2 separate regions of the Pan troglodytes genome follow, and region 1 is linked to region 2. The links are chromatin contacts, called in public HiChIP or PLAC-seq maps. All regions are on one chromosome and are shown on one strand. The core of a region is the stretch at or near the end of the contact, and the rest is flanking DNA. Distances in the headings are between cores, read along the strand shown. Region 1 holds the start of NAA15 (N-alpha-acetyltransferase 15, NatA auxiliary subunit). Region 2 holds the start of NOCT (nocturnin).

What was found. HiChIP or PLAC-seq counts read pairs in DNA pulled down with a chosen protein or histone mark.
Region 1: a contact with region 2 is called in an H3K4me3 HiChIP or PLAC-seq map of stem cell-derived excitatory neurons, with 2.4 times the contacts expected there. The contact joins the promoter of NAA15 here to the promoter of NOCT in region 2. A contact is called at or near these places in 1 of 7 Hi-C or Micro-C datasets (stem cell-derived neural progenitor cells) and 1 of 1 datasets of contacts at active chromatin or transcription factors (stem cell-derived excitatory neurons).

Annotation. Positions count from the first base shown.
Region 1 is chr3:140,759,746-140,765,420 of NHGRI_mPanTro3-v2.0_pri, reverse strand. It overlaps NAA15 (N-alpha-acetyltransferase 15, NatA auxiliary subunit), which reads right to left and starts at 4,199. Exons shown (of 19, transcript XM_016952232.3): 1 at 3,713-4,199. The coding sequence starts at 3,766. NDUFC1 (NADH:ubiquinone oxidoreductase subunit C1) reads left to right here and starts at 2,980. Exons shown (of 6, transcript XM_016952236.3): 1 at 2,980-3,128.
Region 2 is chr3:140,472,603-140,478,012 of NHGRI_mPanTro3-v2.0_pri, reverse strand. NOCT (nocturnin) reads right to left here and starts at 3,748. Exons shown (of 3, transcript XM_016952224.4): 1 at 2,725-3,748. The coding sequence starts at 2,914.

The sequences.
Region 1 (5,675 bases), core at 2,950-5,449, 290 kb before region 2:
AACAACAACAAGTTACCAACCTAGCAACACTTGATTACATAGAGCACACACATCACATTATGTCCAACATTTCCTTTATCAGACCGGGCAAAAAAAAAAAAAATCTTAAAAGCACTAACTTACTATTGAATCTCAAGAAACAGAAGCAATTTCAAAAAATCAATACTATCCTTTTGGTCAGTAACACCTTCTTCATTCCTAATGTATGAGAACAATAAGGACATTTTAGCTCCTTTACTCTTCTTTCATTTAGTGACTTCCACATTTCTCTCACATATAACTTAATAGATCTTCAGCACTGTGATTTTGGCAATAAACTTACAGGTTTTTGCCCCCACTAACACTATCACAAAAAAATTAAGATGTTTAATCAAAAATTGCTATTATATGGATGGTTAAACACACTGTGGTACATCCATATCATGGAATACTACTTGGCGATAAAAAGGAATAAACTATTAGCTGGATGTAGTAGCCCTGTAGTGATCCCCCCTACTCCGGAGGCTGAAGTGGGAGGACTGCTTGAGTCCAGTAGTTTGAGGTTACAGTGCCCTTTTGATAGAGCCTATAAATAGCCACTACACTCCAGCCTGGGCAACAGAGGAAGACTCTATCTCTAAACCCAAAAGAATGGCAAAATCATACAAATAGAGGACATGTACTGGTTGCTGGAGCCTGCAGCGAGAGGGGATGGGAGGGTGGTGGGAGAGATAATGGATGTGGTTCTAAAAGGGCAACAGAGGGGGGTACTTTGGACTGAAGGAACTGTTCTGTAGCCTAATTGTAGTGGTGCAATCTATACATGGGATAACGCTGCATAGAAGTAAATACAGTCAGCTCTCATTATCCTTGGTGTCTGCATCCATAGGTAAAAACTATTTTTAAAAATACAATAAAAAATACAAATTTTTAAAATACAGTATAACTATATAACAGTAATATTGCATTAGGTATTATAAGTAATCTAGAGATATTTAAAGTATACATTCGCATAGGTTATATGCAAATACTACACCACTTTACATAAGGGACTCAAACACCCGCAAATTTTGGAATCTCGCGGGATCCTGAAATCAACCCCCGACAGATACCAAGGGATGACTGCACCCGCGTGCGCGAGCACTCACACACGTGTACAAGTAAACTGGGGAAATCTGAATAAGACTGGTGGATTGTATCAATGTTATAATAATGAACCATGGTTTTGCAAGGTATTAGTGTTGGGAAAACTGAGTAAAGTGCACTGTATTATTCCTTAAACTACGTGATTATTACAGTCTTCTCAAAATTAAAAGTTTGATTTATTTAAAAAGTGCTAACACTTGGCCGGGCGCGGTGGCTGACGCCTGTAATCGCAGCACTTCGGAAGGCCGAGGCGGGCGGATCACTAGGTCAGGAGATTGAGACCATCCTGGCTAACATGGTGAAACCCCGTCTCTACTAAAAAATACAAAAAATTAGCCAGGCATGGTGGCGGGCACCTGTAGTCCCAGCTACTTGGGAGGCTAAGGCAGGAGAATGGCGTCAACCCAGGAGGCGGAGCTTGCAGTGAGCCGAGATCGCGCCACTGCATTCCAGCCTGGGCGACAGAGCGAGACTCCGTCTCAAAAAAAAAAAAAAAAAAAAAAGTGCTAACACTTGAGAAAATCTCAGTATGAACCAGATATTAGACAATATTCGAGAATGATTGTTATAAGTATACAAGACGATGTCCTTATTCTTAGGAGATGCTTGCTTAAGTATTTAGAGATGAAGTTTTTTGTTTTTGTTTTGAGACAGTCTTCCTCGGTTGCCAAGGCTGGAACTGCAACCTCCACCTCCTGGGTTCAAGCGATTCTTGTGCCTCAGCCACCCTAGTAGCTGGGACTACAGGCGAACACCACCATGCCTGACTAATTTTTGTATTTTCAGTAGAGACAGGATTTCACTACGTTGGCCAGCCTGGTCTCGAACTCCTGACCTCAAGTGATCCATCTGCCTCAGCCTCCCAAAGTGCTGGGATTACAGGCATGAGACACCGTGCCCAGCCTAGAGATAAGTTTTACGTCTACAACTTACTTTTATACAAATGTATATATACATATACATAGGGAGAGAGAAAGCATATATGGTAAATAAATTTAAGTAAAGGTTTATGAGTGTTCCTTGTTCTCTCAACTTTTCAGTTTCATTTTTTTCAAAATAAAGAATTGTGAAGAAGAGATTAAAGATAAATTGCTATTCTAAACTTATGTTACAGTTCTACCTGCACACCAATTAGTCTTTTTAAGGGTTTAAAAGTAACTTTTTTCCTAAAACTATTTTACAGCTCCACCTACACTCTTAGTCTTAAAACAAAACAAAATTCCAGTAAGAATTTCAAGGTAACAGTTTTGCGACACTGGATGTGACTTTCTAATGTTTTTCAAAATGAATTCACTAAATCTGTAGGGCATATGGACACTTTTGTAAAATCAAAGTTAGTTCAAATGGATGATTATTTATTTCTAGAAAAACTGAATCCCCAGAGTTGTTCTACTTTTCAAACAGGTGAAATAAATTATAACTGCGGGGGAAAAGGCTAACACTTTCACACACACATCCCAAATTTTAAAAGTCTTAAATTTGGCAAATACAGTTAATTCTATCATAAGGAAACGTTTGCGTGAAAGGGGGAACTCACATACTAAATGCCAAACAAAAAATGTGCTACAATGTGTTAATTATAGCTCCAAGGCTACAGGACATATTTTACAATGTAAACAGTCCCTGCAAACATCAATGCATTTATGGTTTAAAAAAATGCAAACTGCACACATTTGAAATGTAGGGAATAAGTCTGAGCTAGCGTCAACAAAATCCATCTCAAAAGTTCTTATATTCTCTTTTCTCTGGTAAGTTTTTGCATGTGTTAATATACTTCAGTGTATAAGAAAAGTCTAGGTCTGGAACGTTTCAACTGAAGACTCAACTTTTTACTTCCTACCGAACCGCCCCCTCGCAATGGGCCCCACCTCCCGAGAAGAGTGACGGGGTGGGGCTGTTTCCCGCTCGGAAACTAAGAAATAAATGCCTCATCCCTACTCCAGAAACGAGAACAACGGAGGCAGAGGAGCTGAAGACTCCAGTATGCAACTGACTACAAGGAGGTAGTCGTTTGAAAAGCTTTCTTTCCTTCTCTGAACTCCTTCTTTCCCTCCTCTCAGGTCATTCGGTGACCCAGGGCCGGGCGGAGACAGGTGAATCCCAAGAGAAGAGGAAGAGGGAGGGACAGATGATGGAGGGAGAACCGCGTTTAGGCAATGAATGAGCCTGCTGCATCCGCACCACCTGTTCCTTCCAAGGGTGCCACCCCGGCCTGCCAGCAGGGTTCCCACACCAACCGGGCCGCGACTCCTGCCGGTGTCGCCCACTTGCCCGCCAAAGGCCGGGCCTCTTCTCCTCCAAATCGGGGAGAATGAGAACCGGCAGTCTAGAAGCCGGGAGGTCGGGGCCTAGTCCGGAACCAGGGCCTCAAGCGTGGGGATGGAATGAAGAAGCCTGTGGTCCCTGGCGCGCGGGCCATAGTAGGAACCACAGAGAGGGAGCAAAGCAATGCATTCGGCCTGACGAGGGCTATGAAGGCGGGGTCCCGGGCGGGAGTGGCTCAGTGCCCGCCGGGCCGAGGTTAGGGGTGACAGGCCCGGTTACCGGCTAAATCCTCCCCACTGCTTGCCCGGAGCCTCACACTTACCAAGATCCGCTTGAAGAGCGCATTCTCCTTGGGCGGGAGGCTCACGGCCGGCATCGTTCCGGCTGCTCCCGCTGCTCCCGCCACCACCCGGCTCGGTCAGTCAGTTTGTCCGACCGCCGCCGCTGCCGTTCCGTAGCTGCTTCAGCCTTGAATATCTCGATCCGCCGCCACCACCAGGCCTCGGGTGTCGCCGCGTTGCCCTACCCGGACACCTCCTTTTTCCTCGTTGTCTTTTTTCCTTTCTCACTTAACGCTGCCGCCGCCTCCCCCACTACGGGTCTCCGTCGGCGGTTCACGTGGTAACTGAACAGACCGACAGAGGCAGCCAAAATGGCGGACGCGGAGGGTTTTCCCACCCGGGTCACGCTTCCTAACACGCAGGCGCGGTGACCTCCTTTCCCCACCTCCTCTGGGTTTCGGAGCTTGCCGGGAAACCTGGAGGCTGGCCCGCCTGTGGAGGCCGGGAGGGTCGGGGCAGGCCCCGCCCATCATTTCAGTGCGTGGTGCCCTCGAAGCGCCCGCGGAGCTACGGGAGGCTAGGCAAGTACGGTTCACACCGCCTCCTCATCAAAAACAGCCTCTCTGGCGCCTTCCTGCTAGATTGACCTTTCATTCCTTGGAAAGAGTCTCGCTCACTGTGTGATCATCGTTTGAGCCCAAAGTGCTAAAATACAGGTGTAGGTGTTTGAGAAGCGCTGTAGTTGATCATGGACGAAATGCCTAATTTAAGGAGCAGAGGCGGAGTGGAAAATGAAAAAAGCTTCACCGCAGTGGAGACTTGTTAACAGCCCAGGGGAGAAAGGGGCTTAACAGAGTCTGAAAATCGTGAAAGAGCTTGACCGATGAAATGGGCCTGGCTGTCGTATCGGTAATTTGGTGAATGTTGCTTAAGATCAGCCTGGAAAGGTAGTTAGTCAGATCCGAAGTGACATATTTGCACTGCCAAAGGAGCCTCTGGAGGTTAAAGTATGTGTTTTAATTTCGTTGTTGAGGCCATATAATGCAGAGTTGACGGACCGACCTTATGAGTCACCTTGGAGCGGAGTAGTGGAGACTTAAAGACAGACTACCCTGGAGCTGGCTTCAAACTAGTTCTTAATATTGTGACTCGAAGTCCCCATCCCCAGAAATTCTCAGATCTTAGAAGCCAAAGACTGGCAAGGATACTAGAGGGAACTACTCGAGTAGGCGAGGTCAGACTACATACCGAATAGGAGTCCTTCCAAAAATGTAAGTCATTTCATTAACAGCTGACAGTAAAACTTTTTCAAAGTGGCATTCCATTGATCTAAAAATTTTCAAGTTATATGAGCCACTTTTAACCTTTGGTTTTTGATTACCTCTTTCCAAATCCTGATTTCACTCTGTAGCATTCTTTGCATCATGAATTATTAAACAATATGTTATGTACGTGTTTTTTACTGTTTTAAATTTATTTACAAAGATATTTTAATTTTCAAACTTCTCTTAACTGTCCCTGAAAGGTGTGAGTTGAGATATATGTTTCCCAATATAAACTTGGGTTTTCTAGCTGCTATATTGATTGTCCTCTCCCTTCACCGGGGTCATAAATAAGGTTTTTAACAGTCAAATCCTGGAGTTTCCTTAAATTCTGTGATCTCTCTTCAAAAGTTTGAGAAAAATCATATATACAGGAAACTATGTTTCAGTTTGAAATATGGCCAGTATTTTAACCTTAACTTTATAAAACTAAGAACAAGCTTATAATTCATTTTTAAGCTGTTACTTACTAATAACCTGCAAAATTCACTGCCCCAAGAGGTCTTTCAACTGTCTGAACTATTGAAAGACAGAAAAATAGTCTAAATGCAGTTGATAGTTTTAGCTTGGATTTCCAAATCTCTGGCTTCATATCCAAATCTCTGGCTTCATATCCAAAAATCCCTACAGCAATACTATTTGCTATAGTTCTCTAAATTTCTCCTGTAAAGAATATTCTATT
Region 2 (5,410 bases), core at 2,499-4,998:
CTCTTCCAATCCTAACCATGCTTCAAGAGCTAGTTGAAATGCCACCCATTTCTAGAAGCCCAAAAGGGACTTCCTGCTTTCCTGCACCCTTGTGCCATTTCCAAGTCAAGAGAATAAAAGGTGTTTCATTTCATTAAACAGCCATTTCATTGTGCAAATCTCATCTCTTACTGGGCAGTAAACTCCTTAGGGACTGACTAAAGCTCATGTTTTTAACTCCCATAATAAAGCACCTACATTGTGTGAGACATTCTGTAAAGATCTGGAATGAGTGAACAAGCAATGAATGAATCAATGCAGGCATGTTTCTTCCAACAAGCTGCTGAAGCTAAAAATGCATGAACAGGAAAATTGTCTAGACTTTATAGTAACTGCCTACAAAAGTTTAAGTACCATAAAGTCCTTCAATTTCCTTTATCTGTAAAACTAGGGGGTTTCAGGGGATTTCTTAAAAGAAGTTCATTAAACACTTTCTTGGGTCAAAAGCCCAACATTCCAATCTGACCTGATATTATTACTCAGATAACAGTAATTACTCAGATAACACAGCCATCTATGTTTTACACAAGCTAACAGTATTCCCATGAGGAGGTACCTACTAACCCTGCCTCTGAGACTTTGAGGGAATTTAAGATATAAGCTGGTACAGAAGACATCACCTGGTTTTCTTTTACTTTTCCTACCTCAAACCTCTAACAATGTTGTTCTTAAAATTTCCAGCAAGAAAAAAGTTATCAGGCAATATACTCATTCTGGCAGTTATTTCACAATGTACCACATTCCTACGAAATTGGGGGTGGGGGTGGGGAATCTAACTGTCAAGTTCACTCTAAGGAACAATATAGTTCAGAGTCTCCAGCAACCAATTCAACATCCTAATTTTAAAATGACTAAGTTGGGCATGGTGGCTTCCACCTGCAAATCTCAACTACTCCAGAGTCTGAGGATAACTCGAGGCCAGGAGTTTGATACTAGATTGGGAAATACCTAAATATCCGCCAACAATGCGAATAGTTTAAAGTCTTGGCTTCAATCACATTCCAGATGACCATTTTTAAAATATATACATTTTTTAAAATTTTTATTAATTTTGTTTTGAGACGGAGTTTCACTCTTGTCACCCAGGCTGGAGTGCAATGGTGCGATCTCGGCTCACTGCAACACTCCGCCTCCCAGGTTCAAGTGATTCTCCTGCCTCAGCCTCCGGAGTAGCTGGGATTACAGGCGAGTGCCACCACACCCAAGCCCGTTGGCCAGGATGGTCACGAACTCCTGACCTCGGGTGATCTACCCGCCTCCGCCTCCCACAGTGCTGGATTACAGGCGTGAGCCACCGCGCCCGGCCTATTTTTTTAAATTTTATAGGCCGGGGGGGCGGTGGCTCACGCCTGTAATCCCAGCACTTTGGGAGGCCAAAGCGGGAGGTTCACCTGAGCTAGGGAGTTCGAGGCCAGCCTGACCAACATGGAGAAACCCCATCTCTACTAAAAATACAAAAATCAGCCTGGCGCGGTGGCGCATGCCTGTAATCCCAGCTTCTCGGGAGGCTGAGGCAGGAGAATCGCTTGAACCCGGGAGGCAGAGGTTGCGGTGAGCCGAGATCGCGCCATTGCACTCCAGCCTGGGAAATAAGAGCAAAACTCCGTCTCAAAAAAAAAAAAAAAAAAGTTATGTATTGCCTAGTTTTGAAAGAAAAAATTTATCAATTTTTAAAGTATAATTAATTTGTATGTAATTTGTGGCCATGGTAATCTGTGCCCAGGCAGAAACACAGGTAGCAAAAAAGGAAAACTCAGGGTAGTTATTATGATGTATGAAAACAGCTCTTGGTGAAACTAAGGCCTCACTTTTACAAGATCTTAGATACACAGGACAAAAAATGATGTTAACTATCAAGAGTGGAAGGCTCCAAAAAAAAAAAAAAAAAAAAAATCCAAAGAAACGTAAAATGGCCGAGCGCGGTGGCTCACGCCTGTAATCCCAGCACTCTGGGAGGCTGAGGCGGGTGGATCACGAGGTCAGAAGTTCAAGACCAGCCTGGCCAAAATGGTGAAACCCCGTCTCTACTAAATATACAAAAGTTAGCTAGGCGTGGTGACTGGCGCCTGTAATCCCAGCTACTCGGGAGGCTGAGGCAGGAAAATCGCTTGAACCCGGGAGGGGGAGGTTGCGGTAAGCCGATATCGTGCCACTGGACTCCAGCCTGGGTGACACAATGAGACTCCATCTCAAAAAAAAAAAACAAAAAACAAAAAACGTAAAATGAATCAATGTGTTATTATCACGACTTAAAAAAAAAACTTAATATCTAGACCATGAAAGCTATATAAGCAAATAAGCATCATTTAGATTTTTTTTTTCCATAAAAATTTCCGTTAAGTCGTGCAATAAAAAATGTAACCAACATAGTAACTCGCGGCCTCGGAAGGGGGAAATTTAACGGTCAAGAACAAGAAATTCTGAAAGCATGGCCTCTAAGGGTCAAGCGGGAACCTGAATACAGTCTCCCAGTTCTTACTAGCTTTGATGCAAGCCCCAGGCAAGTCGGGGAACAGGGAAAGAGGAAAAAGGGAACGCAGAAGGTTGCTCTGGTAAAGGACCCACTTTCAGGCCAGACTCCACGACCGGCAGCCCCGGGCTTCTCATTCATTCCGCGCGGTCTCCAGGTGGCGGCCGCGCGTTGGCGGCCGTGGCGTTCTCCGCCCGGAACTGGGGTGCACTCACCTGTTCGGGAACACGACCTCGCGGCGCCCGAGGCCGCCGAGGCCGCCGCCAGCAGCCGGGGGGATGCGGGCCTGGGAACAGCAGCCGGCGGGGACAACGGGCGGCGCAGCCCTGGGGCGGGCAGGCGGCGCAGGCCGGGCGCGTCCCTCTGCAGCAGGGCCGAGCAGAGCCGCCGCGGACTATGAAACATGCCGGGCGCCGCCGCCACCACGGCCCCTCGCGCGCCCGAGGAGCGGAGCCCGGCTGGGGCCGAGGGCAGCGAGTCGAGCCGACTGTCCGGGCAGTCTGGGCGGATGCTCCCAGGCTCCTTCTCGCGCGGCGCAGGTTCTGGGGAAATCCCGGGCAGCAGAGCCGGAGAGGGAGGCGCAACACTGCTGCGTCGGCACCGTCTGCTGTGAGACCCGGCGAGACCTGCAAGGCGCCCGGCGAGCGCTGCGCGCTGACAAAGCGGGCGCTGCCAAGCGGGAGCTGGAGGGGAATCCGCGGGACCCGGCCACTGCGCGGCCACGCCAGGCTCCCTCGACCCGGCGTAATCCTGTTTTAAAAGGAAGCGGGGCTTAGGCTGATTTATAGGTAGAATCCGCAGGCGGTCTAAAATAAGAGGTATCCGTTGGAGCTGTTCTGAAGAAAAAAGCGTCCCCTTCCGCTGGCCAGCATGGAAGCGCCCACAGGCTGGGAATCCCGAGACAGTTCCAGGGCTGTGGCCCAGGGGACACGTGTCTGTCAGAGTGGCAGACGGCCTCCGTGTGTGCCTGCGCGGGTCTGTGTGGATACAGCAAAAGGCGTCCGCCTCCGACCCCCTCGGCAGTGTGTGATGCGTTAAACGATATTAAGCACAATAAAGCACCGCCTGTGGGCGAGGCGACGATGATTAAAACAGCGTTCTTTTCCTCAAAAGTGTTATACTTAGGCAAAGGGAGCAGAAGGTGGCAAGGGAAGTCAGACCAGAAAGCTCTACAAGGTAGAATGAGATTATTGCCACAAGATGCCAAAGATTGGCGATAGAGATGACAACAGGCCCGGGCTCTCTAGAAGGTTCATTAGAAGGATTGGCATTTGAGTTGGCCTATGACGTGGAGGTCTAGAATTTACCCACGTGAAACTTTGGAGGGCGTGGTGGTGAGTTATAAATGAAAAAAGTAAATAAGGGTGTATTTGGGGAAACAACTCTTAGTCATGTAAGATGGAAGCTAAGGAGTAAGAGGACAGATGCGTGGATAGGTTGTAGTGTGGAAGGAAGGGGATTATAGTAGGCTTAATTCGGTGGATAGCTGCGAGCCGTTGACGTTTTGTAAGCTGAGCAAAGATATGGTCAGGGCTGTGCTTTAATTGGAAATCACATGTCTCTGGTTCATGAAAAGGCAGAAAGGAAATCAGCTGAGATAACAGATACTGTAGACCTGCACCAGGTTACTGTTACTGGAAAAGAAAGGATGGAAGAAACATCTCAGACAGGCTGGGCAGGAAATGATGACTAATCAGGAATAGAAATGGGATGAGGGGGAGGGAAAACCCAAGACTGGATTTTTCTCTGAATGATTCATGAGTTAGAAATGTATTCTATTGGTTTTCCCATGATTTTGCTGATTCCCCTGTGTTGTGGAATTGCAAGCTTTTCATCACAAGAATATTCTAAATATTTTTCAGACCTAGGTTATATATCTAACACCTGTGGATAGAGGGTGTGGACAGATCAGCTGGCACAAGTTGATTACAACTTCTGGCAGACAAGCTCCTTGGAAGTCATTAAAGCCTCAGTTTCAGTTTCCTTATCTATAAAACGTAGAATCATACCTTAGTCATTAGGTGAAATAAAAAATGATTATAAGCTACTCTGGGCACACTGCCTATCGAGTAGTCCTGCTCCACAAGGAGCAGTACTTGTAAAAAGAATTTTTTTAAAAAGGTGATAATAAAATTAGCCTATGAAAAGTGTTTTGCAAATATAGCAAAATGTTGATTTTGAATCTAGGTAGTGGGTATATATGGGTATAGGGACCATGGGAAAAATGTTCCCTTTGCCCTCTGAAGTTTGCTGAAAAATCAACTCACAAAAGGCAGATTAATGGGAGAAAAGGCATATGCATTTATTAACATGTACATGGGGAGAATCACAGAGTGATTACACATCCCCAACGGGGTTCAGAAGCTTGTCTACCATCCTGGCCAACAGACTTGGGGAGAGGGGAGCAGAGGCATTCTGTTGAGGAGATGACTAGGGAAAGTGAATGGATCAGGGCACAGGGATGAACTTGCACATTATCTTGTGAAAGGGTCTGTTCAGGTGGTTACATTTTTGGTCTTACAAGGAGGGGAAGAAAAAACAATTGTTCCTTTTGGTGGGTTTGGATTGTAGCCAGATAAAGGAACTTCAACTTCATCCTGTGCTTTGGGAGAGATGGTGCTGGGCAGTGAGGTCAGAGAGACCTTGAGGCTTCCATTCAGCCGGTCAAAGCCCCATATTTTGGGCTATCAGTTTCTGAGTCCCGACACAAGTGTTCACTTACAATTATTTTTCCCCCATATATTTGGAGATTTTCATAATAAAATGTTGGGGAAAAGTGCTTTGAAAAATGAAAAAATAATGGTTCAAATATAAACTGTCACTATTTAAAGAGATTCAAAGAGCATGCTATCCTGAAAGTGCATCATATTATTTATTTTTATTTATTTATTTATTTGAGAT